2 separate regions of the Sus scrofa genome follow, and region 1 is linked to region 2. Evidence: chromatin contacts called from public Hi-C data. All regions are on one chromosome and are shown on one strand. Each heading gives the region's core, a stretch centred on a gene start, on an enhancer-like site or on the middle of the called end of the contact. The rest is flanking DNA. Distances are from core to core; before and after follow the strand shown.

Evidence for each region. Hi-C and Micro-C count contacts between places; a contact is called where the count stands out from the background.
Region 1: a Hi-C map of liver shows a contact between it and region 2, with 2.2 times the contacts expected there. The contact joins the promoter of KNG1 here to the promoter of AHSG in region 2. A contact is called at or near these places in 1 of 5 promoter capture datasets (liver) and 4 of 47 Hi-C or Micro-C datasets (all in liver).

The regions. Positions count from the first base shown.
Region 1 is chr13:124,516,502-124,522,620 of Sscrofa11.1, reverse strand. KNG1 (kininogen-1) reads right to left here and starts at 1,345. Exons shown (of 10, transcript XM_013988208.2): 1 at 907-1,345. The coding sequence starts at 1,098.
Region 2 is chr13:124,423,608-124,430,369 of Sscrofa11.1, reverse strand. It overlaps AHSG (alpha-2-HS-glycoprotein), which reads right to left and starts at 4,057. Exons shown (of 8, transcript XM_005652369.3): 1 at 3,733-4,057.

The sequences.
Region 1 (6,119 bases), core at 96-2,595, 95 kb before region 2:
ATTCCTTTTAGACATACGACTCCTTTCCCCCAGCTTAACCGAGGTATAATTTTCAAGTAAAAATTGTCTATCTTTAAGGTGTACAGTAGTGATGAATTGATACACATATACATTTTGCAACCACTACCACAAATAAGCTCATTAACATACCTATCACCCCACATAGTTACTTTTATTTTTCCAGTGAGACTATTTAAGATCTAGTCATTTAGCAAATTTCAAGTATACAATACAGTATTAATTATAATCACCACACCATACTTTAGATCCCTAGGACTTATTCATCTTATAAGTTGATACCCTTCGACCAGCATCTCCCCATTTCCCCCATCTCCTAGTCCCTGGCAAACACCATTCTGCTTTCTGTGTCTGTGAGTTAGAATTTTTATTTTTTATTTTTATTTTATTTATTTATTTATTATTTTGCTGCACCCATAGTCTGTGGAAATTTCTGGGCCAGGGATAGACCTGGCTCCACAGCAGCAACCCAGGCTGCTGCAGTGACAATGCCAGGTCCTTAACGCGCTGCGCCACAAGGGAACCCCGAGTTAGAATTTTTAAGATACCATATATAATTCAGATCATACGGTATGTTTTCAGCTGTACCACCTGAAGTACCCCCCTCCCCCGAAGTCTAAAGGTCTATATTTTAGTCTAGGGCTAGTTACCCAGTAAACCCTCTTGCTGGTAGCCAAGTTCCTAGGTTCATCGACTGCATAGTCTCTTTCAAATTACTTCATCTGCTTGTTTGATTTCACCCTGGAAAAGTGCTGCTCTGATCACCCAGGACTAGTCACACCCTTCCCTTCACCCCAGATGTGTGTGGTGCGGGGGAGGGGGGTGCCTGGGCTCCCAAGTGACAGCACAAACCCCAAATGACCTCAAAGTTAAACCCAGCTCACTCACAATTTTGGTGACTTCGGTTATTCGGTACAATACAAACTGGTTGCCACTTTTGTTTCCACTGTTATATTTCTTCAAAGCCGTGTCCACAGCCTTAAATACATCTTGGTGGTTGCAGTCAATTTCTTGCGAAGACTCCTGAGTTAAACTTGGTAGCAGCCTGGAGCAAAGGAAAAGGATGGCGATTAATTTCATGATATAAGTTTCTCTCTGGGACTTTTACCCAGGGTTGGGAGCCAATTTAGATGCTGATTTTAATTGTCTTCAGCCTCTGTCTCCTCCAGGTTCTCCTGATTCTGCCTCAGTGCTCTAGGGCCCTGGTTGATTCCTGCTGCCATGTACTGTTTGCCCTTCTCCAAAAGGACAAATGGCCCTGCTGGGTTATACAAGAAGATTTCAGACTGAAACATTACAACACTGGGGTTGTTGACCTGCTTGTTTACATTTGGGGAGCATGTGGGAGCACAGAACACATTTCCTGGTGATTGCATAACTTTCTCCAGCGAATCAGAGCAGGTTCTAATAAGGGAGGAGGGGAAAAAAAAAAACACTAACCACCTCCATTATTCCCTCGTGACTTTCCCAAAGCCATTTATGAAGGTCACTGCATGTGACAACAATGCAACAGTGAATACAACCTGCAGATATCTTTCAATAAAATTTCTTTGCAGAGAACCGGCTGCTACCGATCATATTGCACAATGGGGGCACCCACGCACAGGGACGTAGTGAGTGCTGGGGGTCCCACACCAGGATACTGGTGCAACCAAATGTAAAACATGGATATTCCTATAATGTCTCTGGCCAAGCCAGCCTCTCTCCACTCACTTTCATTAATTCTAGAAAGGAATGAGTTCCCTTTGTGGTTCAGTGGTAACAAACCCGACTAGGATCCATGAGGATGCTGGTTCAATCTCTGGCCTCGCTAGGATCCTACATTGTTGTGGCTGTGGCATAGGCCAGCAACTGTAGCTCCAATTCGATCCCTAGTGGGGGAACTTCCATATGCTGCACCCGTGGCCCTGAAAAGCAAAAAAAAAAAAAAAAATTCTAGAAAGGAAAATGCCCTCCCCCTCCCCCGCCACTCCATATACCCCAGGGTGGAGGAGACGGGGAAGAAGCATAAGAAGAGATGGTTTGGATGAAGCAAACCACCCCCAATTCTTTCTTCTTGTTTGGTGGATATTTCACTACAAAGCCACCTGTTTGAGAAAGACTGGCTATTAGGGGAGAGGCAAAAGTAGTTAAAGACAAGAGCTAGTTCCTAGTGGATGTTTGTCTTGCCACCCCCAGAAACATATTTGACTCCTTCATTGTTGTTGATAGGGTCTCTAGCTTGGCAAGTCTCCCTGAGAGTCCCTGGAAAAGACAGGTCATTGTGGGCTGAGTAGTGGCTTTGTAGTGGAGTGGCAGGAACACGAACGTCGCAGTAAGTCCAACCTTTATTCCAGTCTAGCTCTGCTATTTAATTGCTCTATGATCCTGAGCAAGTCAGGGTTATATAAACTTTCTGAGCCTTGGTTTCCTCACCTGTAAAATGTGGGAAATCATAGCATCTTAATGGGTTTTTTGGAGGAGGGAATGAGTTAATATGTGTACAGGGTCTGGTAATTAGTTCTTATAAATTATGTCTCCATTTAGAGTGGGTTGGTTAAGAATCCCTGACTTATTGAAAAGGTTTCAGATGCATGGTGATGGCAGAAGGTAGATTCCAGTGTGTGTGGCTTGGGGAGGCATGTAAGAAAAAAGCTAAGGGTAGAAGAAACTTGAGGAAGTTCTTAGGCTGGGAAGATGGAGGGACCCACAAAGAGGAGGAAGCTGAAGCAGGGGGAGGGAGGAGGCTGCTGGAGGTGCATGGTCCACGAGGAGCCGGAGAGAAATTCAGGGCTGGTCATGGTGGTGTTTCAAGTGAAGACTCAAAGGCAGGACTTGGAGGAACGTGGTCAATAAAGACAAAGTTCCAGTTATAAGATAAATAAGTACAAGGGATGTAAGATGCAACATGGTAAATCTAGTTAACACCGCTGTCTGATCCATCAAAAAGTTAAGAGAGTAGATCCTAAGAGTTCTTATCACAAGGAGAATCCCTTATCTTTTCTATATGAGATGACAGATGTTAACTAAAACTATTGTGATAATAATTTCACAAAATATGTAAATCAAAGCATCATGATGTACACCTTAAATTACACAGTGATGAATGTCAATTATTACTCAATAAAACTGGAAAGAAGTTTAAAAAACCCCCACAGGACTTGGTGTATACAGGCAATATATAAATAGGAAAGAACATGGCTTTGGAGGAAGCCAATCCTGGTTGTAATCCCACACCTACAATTTACTGACCATAATAACATCCTAAGAAAATAATTAAGCTTTCTCTGGGCCTCATCTTTCTTTCCTAAAAAACGGTAGTGGTGGCAGCCCGTTTTCCTTTCTCCTTGGAATACAGCTAGACTTCGTTTCCTGCAGCCACAGTGACCATAGTCAAAAGGTTTAATAACTAATATAATACACACACTGATCAATCAGACCAGATTGGTCCCCAGCGAGGCACCTGCTGAATGTTGGCCCTGCAGAATCATATTCCTCCATGATGGTGTGGACACAGGGTTGGTTGCTTGAATAGGGAGTGGAGAAAGTTGAAATCCAGGAAGACCCCAAAAATATATCACATAATTACTCACAAAAGAATTTGAGCAATATTTTATTATTTTATTAAATCCCTTCTCAAACATGGCTTGAGTTCTTGAAAATATCACCTGGAAAACATAGGATTGAATGCCCTCAATGCATTTCAATTAAATGCATTCATAACAGGCAAACACTATTGCTATGGGTGAATGATGGGGTAAAAAACGATTCCTACTTTAAGAGATCACACAGGATCTTATATTGTGCTAGAGGTTTAGAGAATATACCATTGATATCTAGATTTTTCTTTGGTTACATGGTAGCTAAAAAGCATATGATTGTTTTTTTATTATTTGTTATAATTACTAAATTGTGGGACTTGGATTAGGACCTGGATCAATATCCTTCAAAGTCACACTCTTTCCTATTATACTCCCATATATGCTGCCAAGCCTGTTGTGATGGAGTGGGACACTTAGGAGTCTTCTTGGAGCAGACCCCCACCCCATGTCGGCTGCCTGCCTTTGGTTTGTAGAAAAAAGGCTTTAGTCTCCTAGACCTTCCCTGAGTTCCAAAGAGCAGATTCAAACTATTACTAACTAGGGAAATGAGGGAATGCAGAAATGAAGGGAAAGCAAGCCCCAAAGAATCTTTATTTGTTTTAAAAAATTTTAATTATAGTTGATTTACATTGTTCTATCAATTTCTGCTGTACAGCAAAGTAACCTAGTCATACATATATATACATTCTTTTTCTCACATTATATTTCATCATGTTCCATCACAAGAGATTGGACATAGTTCCCTGTGCTATACAGCAGGACCACAGCGCCTATCCACTCTTAATGTAACACTTTGCATCTGGGAGTTTGGGGTTAGCAGACCCAAAAGAATGTTTTCCATTGACTGCTAGCTTAAACCAATGCCTTGATTTATGACCCCAAACTCTCCTGTGGCTTCAACCAGCTGGCCTCAAGCTGGCTTAAAATTGATGATGCCAGGAGGGTCAATTAAGAATGGAAACTCCTGAACCATCACGAAGGTGCTAAGAAATAACAAAATGCCTCAACCATTGCTGTTGCTCTATCCTAGTAAGAAGTTAAGGGATCTCTAGCCCATGATTTACTGGATCGATCACCATTGCCAAGGACACATCAAGTCACAAGAGGGTGCAAAGATATCTGCAACTGAGGTCTTAACAGGAAGCTGAAACCACAAAGGTCCCCTGCCCCCCTTTACCTTTTTTGCCTGTAAAAACTTTGTACCCTGGCGAGCCATCAGGATGGATTTGAGGTGAGTCTAGGTCTCTCATCTTCCAAGTTGATGCCTCCGCATCTAATCAACTTTTCTCTGATCCAAACTGACATTTCTTTCGGCCATACGGTGCATCGGGCACACCAACTGGGGTTCAACAACACTGTTCTTGGGTCTTTACTTTGAATCACCATGAGACCAGCCCTGAATTCCTCTCCAGCCCCTTCTGGATGGTGCACCTCCAGATGCTTTCTCACTTCCCCAGCTTCAGCTTCTCCATCTTTGTGCATGTCTCCTTCTTCCCCACCTAAGAACTTACCCAAGTCTCTTTCACGCTTAGCTTGTTTTCCTCCACGCCCTCCCCATGAAATCTCCCTGCTGCTATCACCATGCACCTGAAACCATTTCATGAAGTCAGGTAGAGAGAATCTAAAGTCATACTAGCCTGTGTTTAAATGCTCGAGCCCTGATTTGGGAAGACAGGAAAACAAAGAGGATTTGAGTGTGAAAAAGGAGTCTGCTGGCACCCGAAATTAATGAAGTTATATCTAGCCTGAAGAAAAGACAGGAGTTTTGAAGCAGAGGACACCTCTACCCTGCTTTCTGGGGACATAGTCTGGTGGCTGCAAGATCTCAGGGAAAGAGAACAGCCACTGGTCTCTCTGGGCAGTCATGTCCATTAGCGGTCTTACAGAGACTTCCTTGTCCCTAGTTTGATACAGAAGATGAGCAATGTGAATGTTTAGTAAGCATCCCTTAGGAGGACACCCTGGTGGACCACTGATGAAGAATCAGACCTCCTTCACATGCCCACCACCCAGACACCTTGGCACTTTGTGAGAGTAAAACTCTGGCACCACTTTGTGTGGGGAGTAGCAGCAACACCAAGAAGGATGAAGCTTAAATTTCCCAATGGGTCAGTTAGGACTGCCACCTGAAATGGGAATTGATTTGCTCCAAAATAAAGTGTTATTTTTTGCACCCCTGAATTTATAGTCATGATTCATGCTTGCAACCATTTTTTTTCTTTTGCAATTTATAGCATGAACTTTGTTTCCTTCATAATTGAATTGAGAAATTCTTTTTCCAAAGGGAAATTTAAAGGACTAGAAAGCAACAAGTAGAAGAGTATTTGTGTCATTTTTATAAGAATAATCCTTTAAGTAATAATACATTTCTTCTTGGTATGCCCAGCTACAGCATAAGTACTGGCAGAGGAATGATGCTATCATAAAAGGAGTTAAGTCCAGGAAAGAAAGAAATGCTCAGGATCAGAGATTTGCCTCAAGTGCTGTAGTAGCCAGTGATGGAATTAACTAATCTGCAGT
Region 2 (6,762 bases), core at 2,808-5,307:
CAGAGGCTCAGAAGGTGTGGTCAGGACTCCGGGTTCCCTGAGAGGGGGTCCCAGCTCTTGGAACACAAAATCAGCTGGGGTCACCAAGCAGCACGATCCTCAGAACCAGGGGACTTTCCATTGGCCTTATGCCTTATTTCCTTCAGGGCCTTGACTCGTGAACAACTTTTTTGTGGATGCCCTGCTTTTCTTTTAAATAATCTTTTAGTATGCAAAATGTGGTCTTCACTAAATTTTGGAAAACACAAAACAATATATGCAGTGAGTACATATTTGATATGTCGTCAGCTCGGGTGTATACAGCACAGCTTTATTTTCCAGAGCGCAATTGCATTTCTGACCCTGAGGCCTCTCTTGTGAAGATGTAATCTAGCCACTTCTGGGTAACCTGATTTCCCACGTGCTTGGGTGGAAACCCGGGCCGATTTAGGTTTGCCCTTGTGCTTCTTCTCCCCACTGGGGTTAGAAGAAACATGAAGTGGGGAGCAAGAGACTTCTGCAAATACTGCTTTAGTCTGGGTCAGAGAGGGGTGTCCACTTTGCCTTGGCACCTTCTGCCAGGTAACCTGTCTCATGTAGTCCCCGGGCAGATCAGCCCTTGAGCCAATGTCCTGCTTGCCTTCATCTAATCCATAGCAAGAGAGTCCTCCTGCATCCTATGATCAGGAGTCCCCTTATCTCAGCTGTGGGACCCTTTCTAGACCACAGGCCTTTCCTCAGCTATGTGCTACACCTTTCTTTTTCTCTTTTGGCCATCCCCGTGGCATATGGCGTTCCCGGGCTAGGGATCCTTAACCCACTGCTCAGGGCCAGGGATCAAACCCGAATCCCTGCTGCTGCAGAGACACCGTTGATCCTGTTGCACCACCACGGGAACTCCCCTACCCCCTTCCTTAAGCTTGGTAAAACTTGGCTGCTGAGCCCTCTCGGGCTGTGGGGGCTTCCTGAAGCTGCCATTAAGCTCATCTACTTAGGCACTGCCATCACAGCCCCTCCATTGTTCTAGCGCCACCCTGCTACTCAGGGGGGCATCTTCCCATGATGTGATGTCTCCCCATGCTACCCAGGTGCCCCTTCCCCTCCCCCCACCCCGAAGTGAGGTTCTGTCTCCTCTGCTGTGGGATTCCCACACTATTCTGGGGTGGTTCTATTGCCATCCTAGCCCTGGGGGTGGGGGGGAGAAAAAAAAAGCGTTCTGTCTGATCATCCTTTCTGATCATTTCTTTCTTTTACTTAGAGCATTTCTTTTGGTATCTGTTCTTGGATCTTTCCTGGGTGACAATCTCTAAAGCACTTGGTGTTGTCCTGTTTTGCTGATGCTAGAAGAACAAAGCATGCAGTTAAGAGCAATTTATATATCACCTATCATCCTACCACATATAAACAGGGAAACCAAACTCATTCGCAGTCTCATTACCCAGAGATAAACAGTGTTAATGTTTTGGAAGCATTTCCATGGGTTTTTTTTTCTACACAAAGACTTATTTTAATATAACTTAGTATAATATAGTCATACTCATGTATAATTTTGTATTTTTTTTCACTTAACATTATAACTTGAATATTTTCCCATGTCCTTAAATAGACTTAAAAAACATGTTTCTGGAGTTCCTGTCATGGTTCATTGGAAAAGAACCTGACTAGTATCCATGAGGATGCAGGTTCGCTCCCTGGCCCTGTTCTGTGGTTAAGGATCTGGCACTACTGAGAGCTGCAATGTAGGTCGCAGATGTGGCTTAGATCCCGAGTTGCTATGGCTGTGGTGTAGGCCAGCAGCTGCAGCTCCAATTCAAGCACATGGGAAGTGCCATATGCCTCAGGTGCAGCCCTAAAAAAAAAAAAAAAAAAATGCTTATGATGACTACCTATGATTCTGCTGTGTGTATCATAATTTATTCAACTATTCTCTTATTGTTGGGCAATTAACTTGTTCTCACTCCAGCCTCTCATATGCAAACTTGTAATACATTTTTTTTTTTTGGCCACACCCAAGACATATGGAAGGGACTGAACCCATATCGTAGCAGTGACCCAAGCCACTGCAGTGACACCGCTAGGTCCTTAACGTACTGTGCCACAAGAGAACTCCTGCAATACATTTTCTATTCAGGAATCTTTGGTTCTCTAGTTACATTTTCAGGATCGAGTCTTTTTTTTTTTTTTTTTTTTTTTGTCTTTTTGCCATTTCTTGGGCCGCTCCCGTGGCATATGGAGGTTCCTAGGCTAGGGGTCTAATCGGAGCTGTAGCTGCCAGCCTATGCCAGAGCCACAGCAATGTGGGATCTGAGCTGCGTCTGCGACCTAAACCACAGCTCATAGCAATGCCGGATCCTTAACCCACTGATCGAACCCGCAACCTCATGGTTCCTAGTCGGATTGTTAACCACTGCACCACGACGGGAACTCCAGTATCAAGTCTTATTAGTGAAATTATTGGTTCATATGATGTGAACATTTTATTTTATTATTTTATTTTATTTTTCTCTTTTTTTATTACTCAATTTATCACATCTGTGGTTGTATAATGATCATCACAATCCAATTTCACAGGATTTGATGAGGACATTTTAAAAACTTTTAATTTCTCTGGCCAAATTGCCTATCAGAAAGGATACATGAATTTCTACCCCTGCCATTTAATTGGAGTGTTTTGCCTGGTCAGCTGTTTTCTCTTTTCCTCTGCTGCTTCCATGCTGACTTTGGTGGAAACTGAGATATGGGAAAATCATCAGAACTCCTTTTTAATATATTTTACGAATATCTTTGGTTTGATCTCAACTATTCCATATGTTTAATTTGCAAACTAATATAGGTTTGGTATCAAGCTGAATAAAATAGTCTCATTTTTCAGTTGGAGAAAGAAAGGTTTCCATTTACTTACTGACAATGAAGAAAAAAGATGATCTTTCAGTATGTTTTCCAAGAAAGCCATAGCAAAGGATGCCCAAGGAAGGTTCAGGATATTTCACCATGTCTGATGACACCACTTTCAGACTTTGAAAGATTTTCTCACGCTGAACGCACATACCTATGAGTGATGTTGAGTCAATTTCATCCACTCAGCTCCAACTTCTTTGCATACCAATAGAAGATAAGGATTTATTCCTTTTTCTGGTCTGTAGTTCCTGTCATTATCTTAATGACTTATCTGTGCATTTTTCTTTGAGGCCCATGTTACTGCATTAAAACAAGTTTTGGAGGAGTTCCCGTCATGGCGCAGCAGAAACAAATCCAACTAGGAACCATGAAGTTGTGGGTTCGATCCCTGGCCTCTCTCAGTGGGTTAAGGATCCAGCGTAGCCGTGAGCTGTGGTATAGGTTGCAGACGCAGCTCAGCTCTGGCATTGCTGTGGCTGTGGCGTAGGCCGGTGGCAATAGCTCCAACTGGACCCCTAACCTGGGAACCTCCGTATGCCATGAGAGCAGCCCTAAAAAAAGGACAAAAGACAACATAATAAAATAAAATAAAATAAAATAAAATAAAATAAAAAAGTCTTGGAGTTCCCGCTAAGGTGCAGTGAATTAAGGATCCAGCACTGTCACTGCAGTGGTTTGGATCGCTGCTGTGGTGCGGGTTCAATCCCTGGCCTGGAAAATTCCACATGCTGAGGGTGCAGTCAAAATGATGATGATGATGATGATTAAGATGTAGAGTATTGAGGATGTCAGGGGCTGGTTAGAGGCAGGGGGAAAGAGCAGTCCCACAGATCTAAGAAGAAGAGGACCAACAACCTCCAGAAGAAGGCAGCAGGGTGCCAGGCAGTGCTTGCTGTGTGGAGCCCCAGGCAGCTGATGGCGGAGTTCCAAGATGGCAGCTGGGGATGGTACCAGGTTCTTTGAATTTGTCAGAAGGGCTCTCCACTAGGGCGGCGATGCATTCCACCTATTCCAAGGCAGACGTCAGCCTTGATAGTTGCCAGTCAGGAGCCAAGACAAGAAGGATCATGGCAAGCAGAGGGCCAGAGTTGCTGGGGGCTGTTTCTGCTGGGGCCCTGCTGGCAGACCTGGGTCTCAGAAGGGAAGGGTAGAGTTAGAAGGGGGTGAAATATCAAGTCAGGCAATGAGAGCTAGGAACTCAGCCTCTCACAGAACAGGACATGAACAAGAACACGTCAGCAAAAGCCAGAGGATCCATTGGTTTTTGCAGGGAGGAAGTAGCAGTGGTTGGTGTTTAAATCATTGGGCCAGATTCCTGGCTCTGCCCTTTCTGGTACTTAAAGGGCCTAGGCTCTAAGAAACTGAATAATGATTTCTGATAAGCCTGGTGTTTCTTCATTCCTATGGGTATTTATTGACTATGTACTATCAGTGATATTAGGTGCCTGGAGGCAGAGTGATGAGAAAACACCATCTGCACTAAAGGAGCTTAGCTTGACTCACCTGGTCCAGGAACATCTGATGAACCAAGAACTGTAAGTTCTATGAAATGATTATGATGCCTGTCCTGTGGAGACATATTGGGGTTTCTACCTCCACTGTAAAACATCGGTCAATGGAATGCAAATGACCCTTCTCCCAGGACCCACCAGATTTCTTGTGAAGGTAACTGAGCACCAGCTGCCCTGGAAGGCATTTCGAAGAGCGCTTTGTACTTGGTGCTAAGGCCCCAAAGTTGAGAGACGTTGACCTGAGCAAAGCATGGTAAAAATTATTAAACCCAAGTGACCAGAGGTGATTACTTCCTTTCTTTGGGTGGAGAAAGAGCACAGCAGGCTTTTCCCCAATCCTGTCCTCATAGCCATGACCTGCCAAACTCTGAAAAGAAACACATTTGAGGGGTAAACGGGGAAAAGCAAAGCCTGGAGTAGGGTGGGGCAAGGGAGAGAGCAAAGTTGCCAGATTTAACGAGATGCTCATTCTCAGGGTCACACTCCTTAAAGTACGTGTTTTAGTCCTGTTCCTTGCTGGATCCTAGACCCAGCCCTGGGAAAGAGACATAATCTAAATGCAGAATAGAAAAAAAGTTTGTACTTCATTAAATCTTTCTACTCTTTCAAGAATTTTTTTTTAACCTTTTGGCAGTTGGTTCTCTGTGTGAAATCAGCCTCAAGAACACAATGACCCTTGCAGGAGCCTTTCATGATCACAGAAGAAATCATGGGAAACCTTCCATTCTCTTTTGTTTGGAAGAAGACTTCCTATTGTATACCACTTAATGTGGCCTTGACACCCACGCATTCCCTCACAAAAGAGGGAATCATTTTAGGGTTAACGAAGGATGGGGAGCTGTGCCCTTTCTGAGGCTGGAACTGCTCCTCCTTGGGAAAACCTCTTCATCAGAGCAAAGGATATAGATTCCTTACTCTGTAAAAGGCATTGTGCTTTAATCCTCATAAGTCCCCAAGAGGGGTGTTGTTCTCATCTTCCCTCCTCTATAGAAGAAGAAACAGGGCCTCAGAGAGGTTCTGCACCTCGCCCATATCTCACAGTGGTAGAGCCTGGATTGAGCCCCATCACTTTGTCTCCATTAACCTCAAACCAAAAGAAAATAAGGCCAAAAAAAAAAAAAAAAAAAAAAAGCTGAAGAGGTTGGCTCCTGGGCACTGCCTAAAAGCAAGCAAGTCATTATTCTTAACAACAGGAAACATAGCTGTATGCTGAATTTGAAGAAAAGCATAAGCAACAGAAAAAAATATATCGTTTGGTTAAAAATTAAAAGAATTAAAAAAAATTAGTTTGCCCACCCAATTTCAGTCAGTGGAAAATACCTAAAGATCAATTTTGCAGGAGAGACTTTCACCTGTTGACTTTAGTGATGACTCAGATGGTGTTGAAACGATGTCTACCTCAGGTTTAGGAAGTAAATCAAAGGTAAATGATTACATGACTTTGGGTTAAATGTTTTCCTGGGGGATGCTGATCAATGTGGAGAATCACATCCATCTCGCCTGCTGGCTTCTGTCATCAACTTTTGATATCTTCAGAATGAGTGAGCGGCTCTCTTCAGACAAGACAGACGATGAGAGAGGAAACCATCACCTTTTAAGGAGCCCCTTGGCATGCCATCAGGGACCCTTGGACACCAAGATGTTCAGAGGAGCTGTGGCCTTGCCGTCCAAGGGTCCTATGGTTATACTGAGGCCGCTGGAATCAAGAAACTCGTGGCACCTTTGTAAATGTGGGCCCTTCTTTATCCATCATGCAGATGACTGGGGTTGGAATGGGCCCTTTTGACAGTGAGCCAACATTGTAGGTTCTTTGGATCCATTTATTGACTTGTACTGAGTACTCTCTGGACACATGTGTGTTAACGTCAAAACTATTTCTTAGACACATTGTGCTGGGCGCTAAGGATGCACAGGTGGAAGGTGGCATTCCTGTCTTCAGATACTCACTGTTGGGCCTGGCTCCACAACACTCTGCTGGCTCTTGGGCCCCTACTAGAGAAGTGTGAGCTGTGGTTCCTGCCCTCAGCCTGCCCCATGCAGGAGAACACAATGCTGAGTTGAGAGGGTTCTTGGAGGACAGCAGTGTCCATGTCATTTTCAGTCTTCTATCCTCAGCACCTGCCTCCTGCCCGGCACAGACTGAGCTACATACATGATCAGTGAGAGGCTCGTGGCCAGCCTGCCACTCACCGCAGAGGCTCCTTCCAGTGTCTGGAGTCTGCCTGAGGACATTCAGATACAGGCATCTCTCCACCACTCTGGCAGTCCTTTTATTATTGAATCTCTCTAGTAAATAGGAAGTTACTAGTTTCCTTCCTATCAACACCTGCCTACCTTGTAACCTCATCAATGGATGCAGATTCTCCACTTAGGA